Linked DNA regions of Capra hircus: region 2 is linked to region 1. A link is a contact called in public Hi-C data. All regions are on one chromosome and are shown on one strand. The core of a region is the stretch at or near the end of the contact, and the rest is flanking DNA. Distances in the headings are between cores, read along the strand shown. Region 1 has its middle 65 kb from the start of CLMP. Region 2 overlaps CLMP (CXADR-like membrane protein).

Region 1 (3,965 bases), core at 880-3,379:
TGATACTAATGATCGCCATTCACTGGATATCTGCATGTCATTCACCATGTGACAAGCCTTAATGCATCACAAAAGGCTGAATATATCGGACAGTGGCCAGACTACATGTGACAGCAGGCTTCCTACCCACAGCGAGCAGCTGGCACCGGAAGCCAAATCGTAGCCTCTGCAGTAATGCACCAGAGTGGTCTGGATTCGGTCACTGACTGCCAGCTTCCCTGACTTTTGCCTCCACTTCCAACTCAGAACTGTTGCAGGAAGGGGGGCCCCTTCCAGGGCACGAAACTGAGCTCTGTCTAACACTTGGAAATGAATTGTCCGAGGAGACACATGTGCTGACAAAGCAAGAGATTTTATTGGGAAAGGGCACCCGGGTGGAGAGCAGGAGGGTAAGGGAACCCAGGAGAACTGCTCTGCCGCGTGGCTCCCAGTCTCGGGTTTTACGGTGATAGGATTAGTTTCCGGGTTGTCTTCAGCCAATCATTCTGACTCAGAGTCCTTCCTGGTGGTGCACGCCTTGTTCAGCCAAGATAGATGCCAGACAGAAGGATTCTGAGAGGTGGTCAGACAGGTGGTGTCTCCTTTTGACCTTTCCCGAACTCTTCTGGTTGGTGGAGGCTTATTAGCTCCCTGTTCCTTACCAGGACCTCCTGTCCAAAAACAACTCATGCAAATAGTTACTATGGTGCCTGGCCAGAGTGGGTGTTTTCAATCAGCGTGCTTCCCCTAACAGAACTAAGCCAAAAAAGCCAAATATACTCCTTGAACCAGTCACATCAGATGCCCCCTGATTCTAGTCAGCCCACCTCTAGCTTCCCCCGGCAACAACCTCCAACCAGAGCACACAGGAGGTCTTCCCCTTTCTTAATTGTAAAGCTTCCCACTCTCTGTCCGCTTCTGCATCTCTGCAAACTCACTGATGGTTTCTGGCTCTCCCACTGTAGCAAGCTCTGTTGGTTCTCATTTGGACAATCTTCATTTATTTCCACAATTAGGTTTATTTCTTACTATCATCCAGCAAAGCAAACATACTTATGTCCATTTTACAGATGGGGAAAACTGATGCTCAGAAAGGCCAAATATATAGCAAGGCTGAGAAGCACCTTGAGAAGGAAATAAAAATCAGTTGTGTAAATAGTCTGGGATGCACTGAGCCCTCTCATTTTCTTCCTGGCCTGGGGTGTAGACTGTGGGCCTGAAGATGAAGGAGGCATTGCCACCTATGCATTGATGGGGTCTACATCTAGGTATCAGTGGGACCAGGGATCTGAAAGAATGAAAGAATCAGAGGCCACAACACATTTTTTTTGCTCTACCCACATGAGGTCAAAATAAACACAATTGTCCACATTCAAGAATCAGTCATCACAGTAACTTAGAATCTTGCAGTATTATAAGAAGATGGCTGCCTCATTCACCACCTTCCCCAAACAAGCATCTCCTGTGCTATTGTGAAAACACCTGTTGAACCCGGAGAAGGCAGAAACCAAATCAGTTTTATTTTTTACTATCATAAGGATATGATAGTAACAAACAAACCTAATTTGTTTTTGAAGGTGAAGTGAGCGTCGCTCATTTATGTCCAACTCTTTGCAACCTCATGGACTATACAGTCCATGGAATTCTCCAGGCCAGAATACTGGAGTGGGTAGCCTTTCTTTCCCTTCTCCAAGGGGATCTTGCCTACCCAGGTCTCCCGCGTTGCAGGCGGATTCTTTACCAGCTAAGCCAAGGGAAGCCCAAAAATACTGGAGTGGGTAGGCTATCCCTTCTCCAGTGGATCTTCCCGACCCAGAAATCGAACCTGGGTTTCCTGCATTGCAGGAGAATTATTTACCAACTGAGCTATGAGGGAAGCTTATAACAACCTCTACCACCCTTTTACTGAGTGCTTTCACTTTCACTTTTCACTTTCATGCATTGGAGAAGGAAATGGCAACTCACTCCAGTGTTCTTGCCTGGAGAATCCCAGGGACGGGAAAGCCTGGTGGGCTGCCGTCTATGGGGTCGCACAGAGTCGGACACGACTGAGGCGACTTAGCAGCAGCAGCACCACCACCACCCTTTTGTCTGAAATGTCAGGAGGACCTGCAGAGACCTAGCTGGCCACCAGGTGGCACCAGCGCAGAGCTAATGCCGGCTCTAGCCTCCTGCTTGCCTAGCCCAGTAGAGAGGCAACCACGTGCATCCACAGAGGTCAGTAAGAGGAGGTAAAATAAAAACTGGAAATAGGAGCTGGAGATAGGGCTGCCCTTATAATCTCACAGCGAGCCTTTTATGTGATTGCGACTTTTATCATTAACAGGCCATTTGTTCTGCACCAGAGGCCTGAGTTAGCAGTGGATTAAGAATTGAAACCAGCCTAATGTTTAAACTACTCAGAGGAAGGTTAGAGGGCTTTCAGAGAAATGACCTGAGTAATCTCCCAGCTGGGTTAATGTAAATGAAGCTTTTCTTTGCTAAGCTTCGTTCCAATGCCCTGGGCTTTCAAAATTACAGGTTTTCTGAGGCTCACAGTTTAATTACCTATTTGTACAAAAATATTCCTTATTAAAGGAGCAAGCCAACAGAAGTGATGGCAACATTTTCCCAGCTATGACCAGCTCCTGGAGGCAGCCTAGTATAGGTACAAGAATCGGTCTTGGAACTGAACTGGGGTTTGGATTGTAGCTTTTCCTCTTCCTAACTGCATATCTTTGGGTGAGTTCTTTAATCTCTTAGGACCTATTTCTCCATTAAATTAAGCACACTCTGCAGAACTGTAAGGGTTGTGTGATGTGTGGCATCTGTAGATGCCTCGCATATTGCATGCCATGTGGCAGGGTGCAATAAATGAGTATCCTTTTCCCCAGTCACCGAAAGGCAGTGGAGCTTTGCGCTGATAATGCAAGTGGACACACTGTCCTTTGGCAGCCCGCATACCCTGGATTCTACTGCTCTGAAATCACTTCTCATCCACCATTCCATTTTGGCTTGCACATTTTGAAACAGCTGCCTAGGGCAGGGAGCTGTGTGGGATGCAGGGTTTTTCTTTAAAATGCAGATTAAGGATAAACGCAGACCTCTGCATCGTGGTCTGTACTGGCACCTCCCACCTGACTTGCTTTCCGAAGCCCTGCACAGTCCAGTCCCAAAGACAAGCTCTCTGCTGAGACGGGAGAGGAGCAGGGTGAGTGCCAGCCTCCTTCCTGCTTCAGCTTTGTCACTTTAGAAACGTGGTGGTTGGGTTATGGGTTTGGTCAGGTTTCAGGTGGGCAAAACAGAAGGACGGGTGTGGTTTTCAAAAGCCTGTGGCCTCTTTCCAGGTCTTTGGGCGGTCAGAATACATCACGATCTCTCACTTCTAAATGCATAGCCAGAAAGTCAGGTGGGGGCCAGGCGCTGGGGGTCTGGTATGGGGCAGCAGGGAACACCTTCGACCTGAATTCTGCAGACACGGGGTCAAGACCAGGCTCTGCTACTGTTGTATAATAAAGAATTTGTCTGGTCTTTGTCCCAGGTTCCTGGGATGGAACTTTAAAAAAATATATATTTATTATTTGTTTTTATTTATTTGGCTGCACTAGGTCTTAGTTGCGGCATGCAGGTTCTTTTTAGTTGTGGCATGTGAACACTTGAAAGAAAGTGAAAGTGTAATCACTCAGTTCTGTCCGACTCTGCGACCCCATAGACTGTAGCCTGCCAGGCTCCTCTGTCCATAGAATTCTCTAGGCAAGAATACTGAAGTGGATTGCCATTTCCTTCTCCATGGGGTGGAGCTTCTTAAATGCTTGGAATTGCCTGAGTGATAGGAGTGTCTGTTATTCACGAGCCCTTTGGTCACACCTGAATTTCTAGTAATAAGCTGGGTCAGGATGGAGACTGGTTACTAGAAAGACCAACCACGTGACTAGAGGATTGGGACATTGAGCCTGGGGAGCAGTGGGGGGCTGGAGATTAAGTTATCAATCATGCCCAAGTGATGA
Region 2 (3,965 bases), core at 589-3,088, 140 kb after region 1:
CCCAGCACAGCCAAATAAATTGTGTGCTGTGCTCAGTCATGTCCAACTCTTTGTGACTGCTTGTACTGTAGCCCACCAGGCTTCTCTGTCCATGGGATGCTTGTACTGTAGCCCACCAGGCTTCTCTGTCCATGGGATGCTTGTACTGTAGCCCACCAGGCTTCTCTGTCCATGGGATGCTCCAGGCAAGAGTACTGGAGTGAGTTGGCATTTCCTACTCCAAGGGATGTTCCCAGTGCAGGGTTCTTAACCCATGTCTCTTGCATCTCCTGCGTTGGCAGGTGGATTATTTACCACTGCACCACCTGGGAAGCCCATTAAAATACATAAATAAATAAATAGAAATAAATATATTTTTTGAAAAAGTTACCCTGGGCCATTTGTCTTTTTGCATCCAAAAAAGCAAGCTAGGTTACCAGTGGCCTAAAGGGAGGGAGCCATCTTAAAAAACTCAGCCAGGATTCTTGATCCTGCCACATCTGCTCGAACTGACAATCTGATCCAAAAATTGGGCCTCAATATGTGAGGGAAAGTCAGTGCAAGAAAATTATAGGTCTCACTTATTTGGACTAAGTGAGCCTCCATGAAAGGATCATCCAAGGCATCTATTTGACCACCAAAACAAGGCCAGTTCTTTGGACATAACATTTTTAGAAAGATTTCAACTATGAATATTTTATGACAAATGTAGACAGCATATTAAAAAGCAAAGACATCGCTTTACTGACAAAGGTCTATATAGTCAAAGCTATGGTTTTTCCAACAGTCATGTACAGATGTGAGAGTTGAACCATAAAGAAGGCTGAGCCCCAAAGAACTGATTGATGCTTTCAAATTGTGGTGCTGGAGAAGACTCTTGAGAGTCCCTTCAACTGCAAGGAGGTCAAACCAGTCAATCCTAAAAGAAATCAACCCTGAATACTCATTGGAAAGACTGATGCTGAAACTGAAGCTCCAATACTTTGGCCACTTGATGCAAAGAGCCAATTCATTGGAAAAGACCCTGATGCTGGGAAAGATTGAGGGCAGGAGGAGAGGGGGACAACAGAGGATGAGATGGTTGGATGACATCACTGACCCAATGGACATGAGTTTGAGCAAACTCTGGGAGATGGGGAAGAACAGAGAAGCCTGGCGTGCTGCAATCCATGGGGTCACAAAGAGTCAGACACGACTTAGCCACTGAACAACAAGTCTTTCTCCAGCTTCCCAGGTGACTCAGTGGTAAAGAATCTGCCTGCCAAGCAGGAGACTCATGTTTGATCCCTAGGTTAGGAAGATCCCCTGGAGAAGGAAATGGCAACCCACTCCAGTATTCTTGCCTGGGAAATCCCATGGACAGAGGAGCCTGGTGGGCTATGGTCCATGAGCTGCAAAGAGTTGGACATGACTGAATGATTAAGCAGCAGTAGCAGCAAGGTCTTTCTCAATTAAAGTGAACCCTTCAAAAAAAAAAAAAGAAAGAAAGAAAGTGAACCCTTCAGTGCCCAGGGAACCCAAGGCTGGCCCCTGGGGGTTAAATTGCCCCTTCTTGCTCACCTGCCAAGCAGCAGACACATATTCAGCAGCCCCCATGAGCATTGCCAAGCCTGGAGGTTGTAAGGAGAGCCCAGGCACTTTGCATGTAGACTTCAGGAGTTTGAGTTAAAAAGCACAGAAGTACCTGAGAACTCTGCAGGGATTCTAGGGACCTGAGGTTCAGGGAAGACTAGAGGTGAATACACCCTGATCCTGAGGCTCCTTGCCTTGGTAAAACCATTTGTGATTCATGGAGTGACCTGGCCCTGCACTGCTGTGTTAATTCTGGGTGTGGTATAAATAGAACTTGGTGCTCTGGCAAAGCACACCACCCACCGTGTTCCTTTCCTTTGAGGACATCAACCAAATCTGAGCCTCTGATTCCCTCTAGTGGCTCAAATCGGCAACTTTCCTAGCTGATTCTTTGCATTTAATTATTCAATATATATTGAGTGCCTACTGTATGCACCAAATTGGTGCTGGGTTCTCTAGCTTTGCCAGGGGTGCTTCATCTGAACACTGTCCTGTCCAGTGGAAAGTGATCAGAGATGGAAGCCAGAGCTCCTCCATAGAAGCTTAGCTTAGTACAGGGCAAACCGGCTCTGCTTTATGGGAACTGAAGGAGGATAGGTTTTACATGAGTTAGTTCTGCCACTAAATGAGTTGTAGGACCTTGGGCCAACTCCTTTATCCCCAGACCTCAGTTTGCTCATTAATAAAATCAGTGCATGGGTTAGATTCAAATCCATCCAATACGTATTTATTGAGCACCTGCAGCATGTGAGACCCTGACTGAGTGCTCTGGGCATGCAGCGGTAATAGAACTTAATCTCAAGGTGCTTAGAGGCAAACTCAGGAAGCTACATGAAACCAAGGGTATGAGTAGTTTAGCATGGCTGTTAGGGTGAGCTTTGCAGGGAGACAGATCTGGATAGAGCCTTGCGCTGACACTTCCTAGCTGTGTGATACTGGGCAAGTTGGTGGGATTCCTCGTGATCTAGCAGTTTGGACCCCACACTTCCACTGCTGGGGACCTTGGTTCCATTCCTGGTCAGGGAACTGAGCTCCCACAAGCAAAAAACAAACAAACAAACAAAAAATTGTTGCTGACACAGTACCATTTCTGGAAAAAGATGAAAGTTAAAGAAAGTAGAACTGAATTCCTATTGGCCAAAGGAATACTGGAGGGATGAAGGGGCAGGATCCAAATGTGGTAGCTTGGAATTTTGCTTTGGGTAGAAAGTGCTGCTTCCTGTTGTGCAGCCATATGATATGAAACTGTGGAGAATGAAGATGGAAGCTGGGGGAGGAGGAGACTGTGTGTCCCTTGAGGGAGCAGGGGCTGCCGCAAGAGCCCCCTTGGTCCTGGAGGCACGGCTGCACTTGCTGAGAGTTTTGTGAGGGAGGCCGGACTTCAAGGCTCTGAGGCGTGAACCACATCTGGAGCCTGTGCTGGAAGGAGGCTAACCCTGTCCTCCTTGTTAGTTTCCTCCATCCTTTCAGAAGCCTTCGTTAGTGGGGGAAAGAAAGATCAAAAAACAAAGTTGTTTTTAACTTGAGTGATTTCATTGTTTCTAAAAACCCTGGAGGGTAGGGAAGGTGGGCATTACCAGGAGTGTAATTTGCGGGGGTACGGAAGATATGATGAATTCAGTTAATAGAGGAGCCAGTGTGAGACCAGGGTCTTCCAGTACTTCTGGACCAGGGTTCCTCCAACACCGTGACGTGCCTCTTGCCCACAGAGACATCCAGTAATTATTAGCTGTAGTATTTGTTTCCTGCACCCCGTCATCCAGTTTCTGCACGACTCATTGGAGGTTTTCCTCTTCCAGTTTCCTACTACGTTGGAACCTTGGGGACTCACACTGAGATCAAGAAAGTGGCAGAGGAGAAGGTCACTCTGCCCTGTCACCATCAGCTGGGGCTCCCAGAGAAAGACACCCTGGATATCGAATGGCTGCTCACCGATCGTGAAGGGAACCAAAAAGTGGTGAGTGTGTGTCTGACTGGAGTCTCGCTCCCTTTTCCCCTGTCCTCCTCCACCTTGCCTTAGTCCTGCATCTTTCTCATTGTGTAAGAAAGTTCTAGAATTGCTTTCTCATCTGGTTTAGAGTTGGAAGACTCTAGATACAATACTATAACAAGAAAGGATACTGGGTTGTGAGGATAAAAGATTCTGCTTGGGGACGAGCAAGAACTACAAGAATCTATCATTTTTCCAAGGAGGGAATCTACATTAGTGGCGTCTTTCCTATGAGGGGGGCAAGGATCCAGTAGCTTGATCGCCTAGTCTAGTGGGCCAGAACCATACCTGTCCTGAGAAGTCTGCTCCTCTTCCTCCTCTGAAACCATCACCACCTGCTGGTGCTTAAACTTTGCACGGGCATGACTTCTGAACTCTACGATTGTGCAAAGTGATAAACAACATAGAATACAGAGAAATAAAG

Evidence for each region. Hi-C and Micro-C count contacts between places; a contact is called where the count stands out from the background.
Region 2: a contact with region 1 is called in a Hi-C map of liver, with 3 times the contacts expected there. The contact joins two enhancer-like sites. A contact is called at or near these places in 2 of 5 Hi-C or Micro-C datasets (blood and liver).

Annotation. Positions count from the first base shown.
Region 1 is chr15:48,473,497-48,477,461 of ARS1.2, forward strand. No RefSeq gene overlaps it. Among named protein-coding and RNA genes, the nearest start is that of CLMP, 65 kb to the right of the region's middle. Within about 2 kb of position 2,130, at least 1 of the 5 cell types and tissues checked has an H3K27ac peak or open chromatin away from gene starts, as enhancers often do.
Region 2 is chr15:48,618,278-48,622,242 of ARS1.2, forward strand. CLMP (CXADR-like membrane protein) reads left to right here. Exons shown (of 8, transcript XM_018059635.1): 3 at 3,351-3,508. Among named protein-coding and RNA genes, the nearest start is that of HSPA8, 32 kb to the right of the region's middle. Within about 2 kb of position 1,839, at least 2 of the 5 cell types and tissues checked have an H3K27ac peak or open chromatin away from gene starts, as enhancers often do.